Regions from separate parts of the Muntiacus reevesi genome. Here region 1 is linked to region 2. A link is a contact called in public Hi-C data. All regions are on one chromosome and are shown on one strand. Each heading gives the region's core, a stretch centred on a gene start, on an enhancer-like site or on the middle of the called end of the contact. The rest is flanking DNA. Distances are from core to core; before and after follow the strand shown. Region 1 holds the start of OGDH (oxoglutarate dehydrogenase). Region 2 holds the start of H2AZ2 (H2A.Z variant histone 2).

The links. A called contact is a pair of places that touch in the nucleus more often than the background predicts.
Region 1: a Hi-C map of muscle shows a contact between it and region 2, with 6 times the contacts expected there. The contact joins the promoter of OGDH here to the promoter of H2AZ2 in region 2. A contact is called at or near these places in 2 of 3 Hi-C or Micro-C datasets (blood and muscle).

The regions. Positions count from the first base shown.
Region 1 is chr6:72,884,800-72,887,671 of mMunRee1.1, reverse strand. It overlaps OGDH (oxoglutarate dehydrogenase), which reads left to right and starts at 1,438. Exons shown (of 23, transcript XM_065939939.1): 1 at 1,438-1,534.
Region 2 is chr6:72,746,042-72,749,206 of mMunRee1.1, reverse strand. H2AZ2 (H2A.Z variant histone 2) reads right to left here and starts at 1,411. Exons shown (of 5, transcript XM_065939091.1): 1 at 1,279-1,411. The coding sequence starts at 1,281.

The DNA of each region.
Region 1 (2,872 bases), core at 189-2,688, 140 kb before region 2:
ATTCAAGACAGTGTGGAACAGCCTTTCCCTACTGTCGGTCATTTGGATGCCACTTTCCCATACTAGTATCTAGTTAATATAGATAGCATATTAAAAAGCAGAGACATTACTTTGCCAACAAAGGTCCGTCTGGTCAAGGCTATGGTTTTTCCAGTGGTCATGGATGTGAGAGTTGAACTGTGAAGAAAGCTGAGAGCCGAAAAAGTGATGCTTTTGAACTATGGTGTTGGAGAGGACTCTTGAGAGTCCCTTGGACTGCAAGGAGATCCAACCAGTCCATCCTGAAGGAGATCAGTCCTGGGTGTTCATTGGAAGGACTGATGCTGAAGCTGAAACTCCAATACTTTGGCCACCTCATGTGAAGAGTTGACTCATTGGAAAAGACCCTGATGCTGGGAGGCACTGGAGGCAGGAGGAGAAGGGGACGACAGAGGATTAGATGGCTGGATGGCATCACTGACTCGATGGGCATGGGTTTGGGTAGACTCAGGGAGTTGGTGATGGACAGGGAGGCCTGGCGTGCTGCGACTCAAGGGGCCGCAAAGAGTCGGCGGATATGACTGAGCGACTGAACATAGTCTTAAAATGGAAACTTTTATTACAAAATAAAACATTTTAGTATTACAGTAAATCAGAAAACCTATTACTTGCCATATATCTCAAAGATAACCTGTCACAAGTCAGGAAGACCAAGTAACTTCTACCTTTATTATTGTCCACCTAAGCCTAAGTCTTATCTTGGTCAGAAAAGGGAAAGAAGAAAAAGTGGAATTAAAGACACTTTAGCATTAAATGATGCTTTTCCCTTGCTAATAAAGACTGAAGAACTGAAAGGACTTTCTCAGTATGTGATTGCTTACAACTTACCATATTTCAACAAAATTAAGATTTTTGTCCTCCACATTTTGAAAACAGTTTTGTATCTACGATTGAGGTGTCCTAGTGAAAGTGGTCCCCCCCCCCCTTTCTCAGCAGTAAGTAAAATAACCTCTAAAAGCGGATGACCACTTGGTATTCGATGAAACAGCATAATAAACCATCCATGCACCAAGTGAAGGCTCCCGCAGGCCCGTTGCCTACTTTGGGAAAACCTAGTGTCAGAGTTAGGACTTCCTGGTTCTCACTCCACGGTCACTGCCTGCGGCGCCTCGAGCGCGCACTGCCGACCAAGGTTTGTTTCTGACAGCACACACCAGGTGAGTTCTCCATCAAAGGACTCCTGACAGCCTACTGCAGGAGACAGTACTTAGCAACATGTACACCCCCTTTCAGAACTGTCACGCAAGCCGGTCAGGACCGGACATGCCAAAAGCAAGCCACAACCTCTAAGCTAACACTATCACCCCAAGACGGCGCCACAGGAGATGTGGGCGCGACTCTGTGACGTCAAGGCCCCGCTCACGAGGTAGGGGCTGCCCCTCTCGTCTCAGGGAGGGGCGGCGTGCTGACGCCACACGCTGAGGCGGGGCCGAGAGTTTGGTGCCCCGGAGTGGGGTGTCGGCGCCTCATTCGGGTGGAGCTGAGCCGGAGACAGGTAGGCTTGCGCGGCCGCCGGGTCCAGCAGGATTTGGGAGGCTCCGCTCCGGTCAGGCAGGAGGCGATGGTCTTGGCATGGGGCAGGGCCGCCGCACCCTCGTTAGCGCCGCCGCCCCGGTGACAGGGAGTGGACCTGGCTGGAGCGGGGCTGACGGGGGGAGGTGGGTGGGACGGAGCCTGACAGACGGACGTGGGAGCCAATGGTGCGGGGGTCGCCTCCTGGCGGGCGGAGATTGGCGGGTGCGGGCGTGCGCAGAGGTCGCGCGGGGCGCGGAGCGGTAAGCCATTGGCTGTAATGGCCAGGGGGGTGGGCTGCACGGCGGATGTGAGGGAACGGGCGCAGCGGCCAGGGTGACCCCCAAGGTCGAGGAGGCGTCACGTGGGAGTCATCAGGCTGTGTCCTCTCCCCGCCTGGTCGGCTGGAAGGGTGGCGCGCCCTTGACGAACCGGCTGTGAATTGTGGACATTCGTTTTTCCCAGAGCGCGAAGCCGCTGGTCGGCTTCTGTCCGCACTGACCCTTCGCCCCTGGGACGACCCCTTGAGAAACAAATTACTCTGCAGTACCCCCTCTGTCTTCAGTGCCCATAGTACTAATCCTTCCTGTGTTCCTTGAGGTGACGCCCTTGAGGAGCGGATTACCCCACAGTATCTATCCTGTGTATTCAGTACCCCCATACCCATCCTCCCTGCGCTCTTCTGGGGTGAACCCTTGAGTGAATTACCCTCCAGCACTTGGTACCTCCACTCTCCTCAGTACCTTGACTGTACTCGGCACTCATCGTTTCCATTCTCTGTGCTCTAAAGGGTGACACCCCTAATGGATGGGTTACTCTGCTGCACGCGTGCTCAGTGCCCATATACTCAGGAGCCCTCCTTGCTTAGTACCCACAGCACCCATCCTCCCGGTGAACTCTTTGGGGGCAACACCCTTAATGGGTAGACTAGCTTGCCGTACGCTACTGTATTCAGTACGCTTCTTTCTTTCAGGGATATGGTAGCTCATGTTGAGATGAAGCGCGTTTCCTCGAGGAACACACTAGTTTACCTTTTCCCTTTCGCAAAGCTACCTGATGTTAGTGTAAGTTGTGTCCCGAAGCTTAGTAGAAAACTGATAGCGAGACATTGAGTACAGACAAGAACTTGCTCTCTCTGCCCTTCACCCATAACGGAGGAGAGATGACTCAGGCCTGAGGTGTGAACTCTAGTTTTGTCCTGGGGTTTCTCCGCTTGGTTTTACCTGTACATTGAAGCAGGGACTAGAGGCTGACTCCCAGGTTTACTGCTCTGCGCAGCTTTAGGATAAATGGCCTGGATGAAGTCTTGTTTGCACTGTGA
Region 2 (3,165 bases), core at 162-2,661:
TCAGGTTTCCCAATTTACTTAAGCAATTTTATCCCTTACTGTTTCAAATCCATTACGTTTGCTATTTAACCTATTTGTTTTTTAAGGAAGTAGGCAGGAAATCAGTTTTTAAAAATCTCAGTAAACTAAATGACTATTTCCGTGGCTTGGAGAGTCCAGATACATTTCTTATGCTTAAGAAAAACAAAACTTTATGGAATTAAACTTGTGAATATAAAATTGCATAATAAATGAATATTTTCTTTTCACAACCTCCTCAAAGTCTGTATACACACCCTCCCAACTTCGCTCAATCATTTTAATACGTTTGCTGAGAAACAAAATACAAGCACGATAAAATTTTTTACTCTAAAAACTGAAGTATTAACCTGGGCTAAGCATCTCCGGGTAGAAAATATGCCAATGGAGTATATTTCATTCAGAAAAAGTTGCAAACTGGATGTCAAGCAAGTTGCAAATTTGTTTAACAGACACATGTTCACGTCTCATCATGTTTAAAAATTTCAAAACAAGAATGACAACTCCACGCCTCCTGTATTTTTAGCCATGCGAACGTATATGTATTTTTAGCTGCTGGTAAAGATTCAGCCAATATATGGTAGGTTGCTAGAGATTAAACGAGTGACACCTTTTGAAACCAGCAAGCATCACGAGAATTGTCGGCTCGAGCAAATCAGTTTACAGGGCAGATGTAATCTATGCCAGAGTCTGCCTGTAAAAGCGCTTCCGTTAACTGCACAACTACAAGTTACAGAGCCCGGGTGCTACCATCCACAAGGTCGACTCCAGATCTAAGACGCGAAAACGTCACAATAACCACAATTTCTGTTTGTGGTTCAGCCCCGGGCAGGGCTGTCTCCGGAGGGCGCTCGGGAGGACACCACTCGTCGCCTCGGCTTTGCTGCTTCACTCCTGCGCGGGGCACGGCCCCCCTCCAACGCCTTTCCCTCTCAACTTCACAAGGAGCCCAGTTCCCTCCATTCGCGTTTCTAAAAAGCCGCACTTTTCTCACCGACGCACAATTAAGGACTCAAAGTCAGTCGCAGTAGCAGTGGAAGTGCTGTGGAGCCGCGAGGGTTCTCCTGCTCAGGGACACCCGGCCTCAGCCCGCGCACCTCGATTCGCGCCGGCGCCGCGGCGAGCGAGGCCGGGACCGCTGGCAGTCTGGCCGCCTGACGCCCGCCCCACCGATGTCGTCGCCGCCTGACGCCCGCCGCCTCAACAGGTACCGGCGCCACTCGACCATCGCCGCCCTCCCGGCCGCCCCGCAGTCCTCACCATGGTCTCGGCCGCTCGTGCCCTCGGTCCCGCCGAGCCGCCGCCGCCGCTAGTGCAGCACCGACCGCCGTTGCCGCCGCGGCCGCCAGAGCCCGGACAATAACCGGGGCCCGCCTCGCGCTGCCCCGGCCAATGCCCGCTCGCCTTGCTCGTTTGAACCCCCGCTGCTGCCCAATCGCGCGCTTTCTTCTAACAAGGCCCCACCCCCTCAGCCCCTCCTCCCTAACGGCTGTTTGTTTTTGCACACGGCACGCGGAGGCGGAGCCTCCTACTCCAACACAGACGCGCCTGTGCGCGACTGGGGGCGGAGCCAAACGCCGTTCTCCGCCTGTCTACAAGGCCCAACCTGACGAACGGAGGAGCTGACCAATGAGAGCTGCAGGCTGGCGGAAATCAGCCGATGAGAACATCGCCCGCGAGCAAGGGAGGCGGACCTTTGGGAAAGACAGCGCAATTGGCCAATGGGTGGACAGATTGGTGACTGCGCTGGCTTTCCCGCTCTTTCTCAGCGTCGACTCTAGGGTTTCTGAGACCTGTTTGGGAAGGAAATGGTCGTATTCGTTGCTTCTCCTCGTGGTTTTTTCACAGACTCCGAGGATTTCCCTGTGCCAGCGGGGACTCGCTCCGTGGTGGGCACTGTTTCCAGGCCTGGCAGCCCTTCTCCGCAGCGCCTTCCCGCTGGCCTTAGGTTAGCCCCTCATTGCAAAGGGAGTGAAATTCGGAAACGAGGTTGGAGTCCCCGCGCCCGCTGCGAAGCTGAGGGACCGGCGCGAAGCAGGGCTTTCTTACTTGTCAACCTACGGCTGCTCCCCACCCCCCGCAACCCCGGCAACCCCTAGGCGGTGTGCTGGCCCGATCGTCCCCTGGACTGCATCGCCCCTGGTCGCCAGGTCCCAGGCCCAGGCTCCGGGCCAATTCTTACCCGCTGCAGTTAGGAACCTTTGCTTCTTTTCACAGTTGTCTGCATTGACGCGCCGGGCAGTGTTCCGGGTGTGTGGAGCCGATGGTCCCCGCGGAGATTTAGTTCTGGCGGGATTTACCCAGGCGGGAATTTCAGAAGTATACCAGATGGGCAGATCCTATCCCAAAGTGAGAATTCTCTTCTGACATGGAGAAGTAACATGGGGGGTGGGAGGACCCATCAGTCTCTAACGAAATGTAACTTGAGTTCCAGGAGAGGAAAAGGGTGAGCTTCTACATAAGACTTTGGAAAAATATGAGTGAAGGTGTTTGGAAACATATGAGTGAAGGTGTAGATGAACGTGAGGAAGGAGGTGCCTGAAGATGGGGAGGAAAAGGTGCACTGAGTTGCACCTTTTCTTGCACTGAAAAGGTGCAAGAGTTGGGAGTCAATCCAGTAAGCAATAACCATTTTTAGTTAATTGCTGCTCCTGCTTTCGTGTTTTTGGCCTCAGTGGATGGCATTACACGTCTGCCAAGGCATCCACCTGTGACTTCACCTTCAACCAGTCACTTGGTGGTTTGTTGGCACTGTTTGAAGGCACTGTGCTAGGTCCTGGGGATTCAAGAGTTGGCAAAATAGACTTTTAACAGTCCTTGATAGCAGGGGTGAGATGTTAAAGAAGTAAACAGACAAATGTGTGAATTTTATAATAGATACAAGTGCATAGTAGGAAAAGAACAAGGTGTTTTGAGAGGTGAAGTGGAGGAAATATAATTTACAATGTTCAGTCGCTAAGTCGTGTCTAACTTTGTGACTCCATGAACTGCAGCATGCCAGGCTTTCCTGTCCTTCACTATCTTCCTGAGCTTGGTTAAACTCATGTCCATTTAGTCAATGATGCCATTCAACCATCTCATCCTCTGTCGTCCACTTATCTTCATAAGGTATAATTTAGCAGTGTTCAGTGAAGAAGAAAGCAAGTG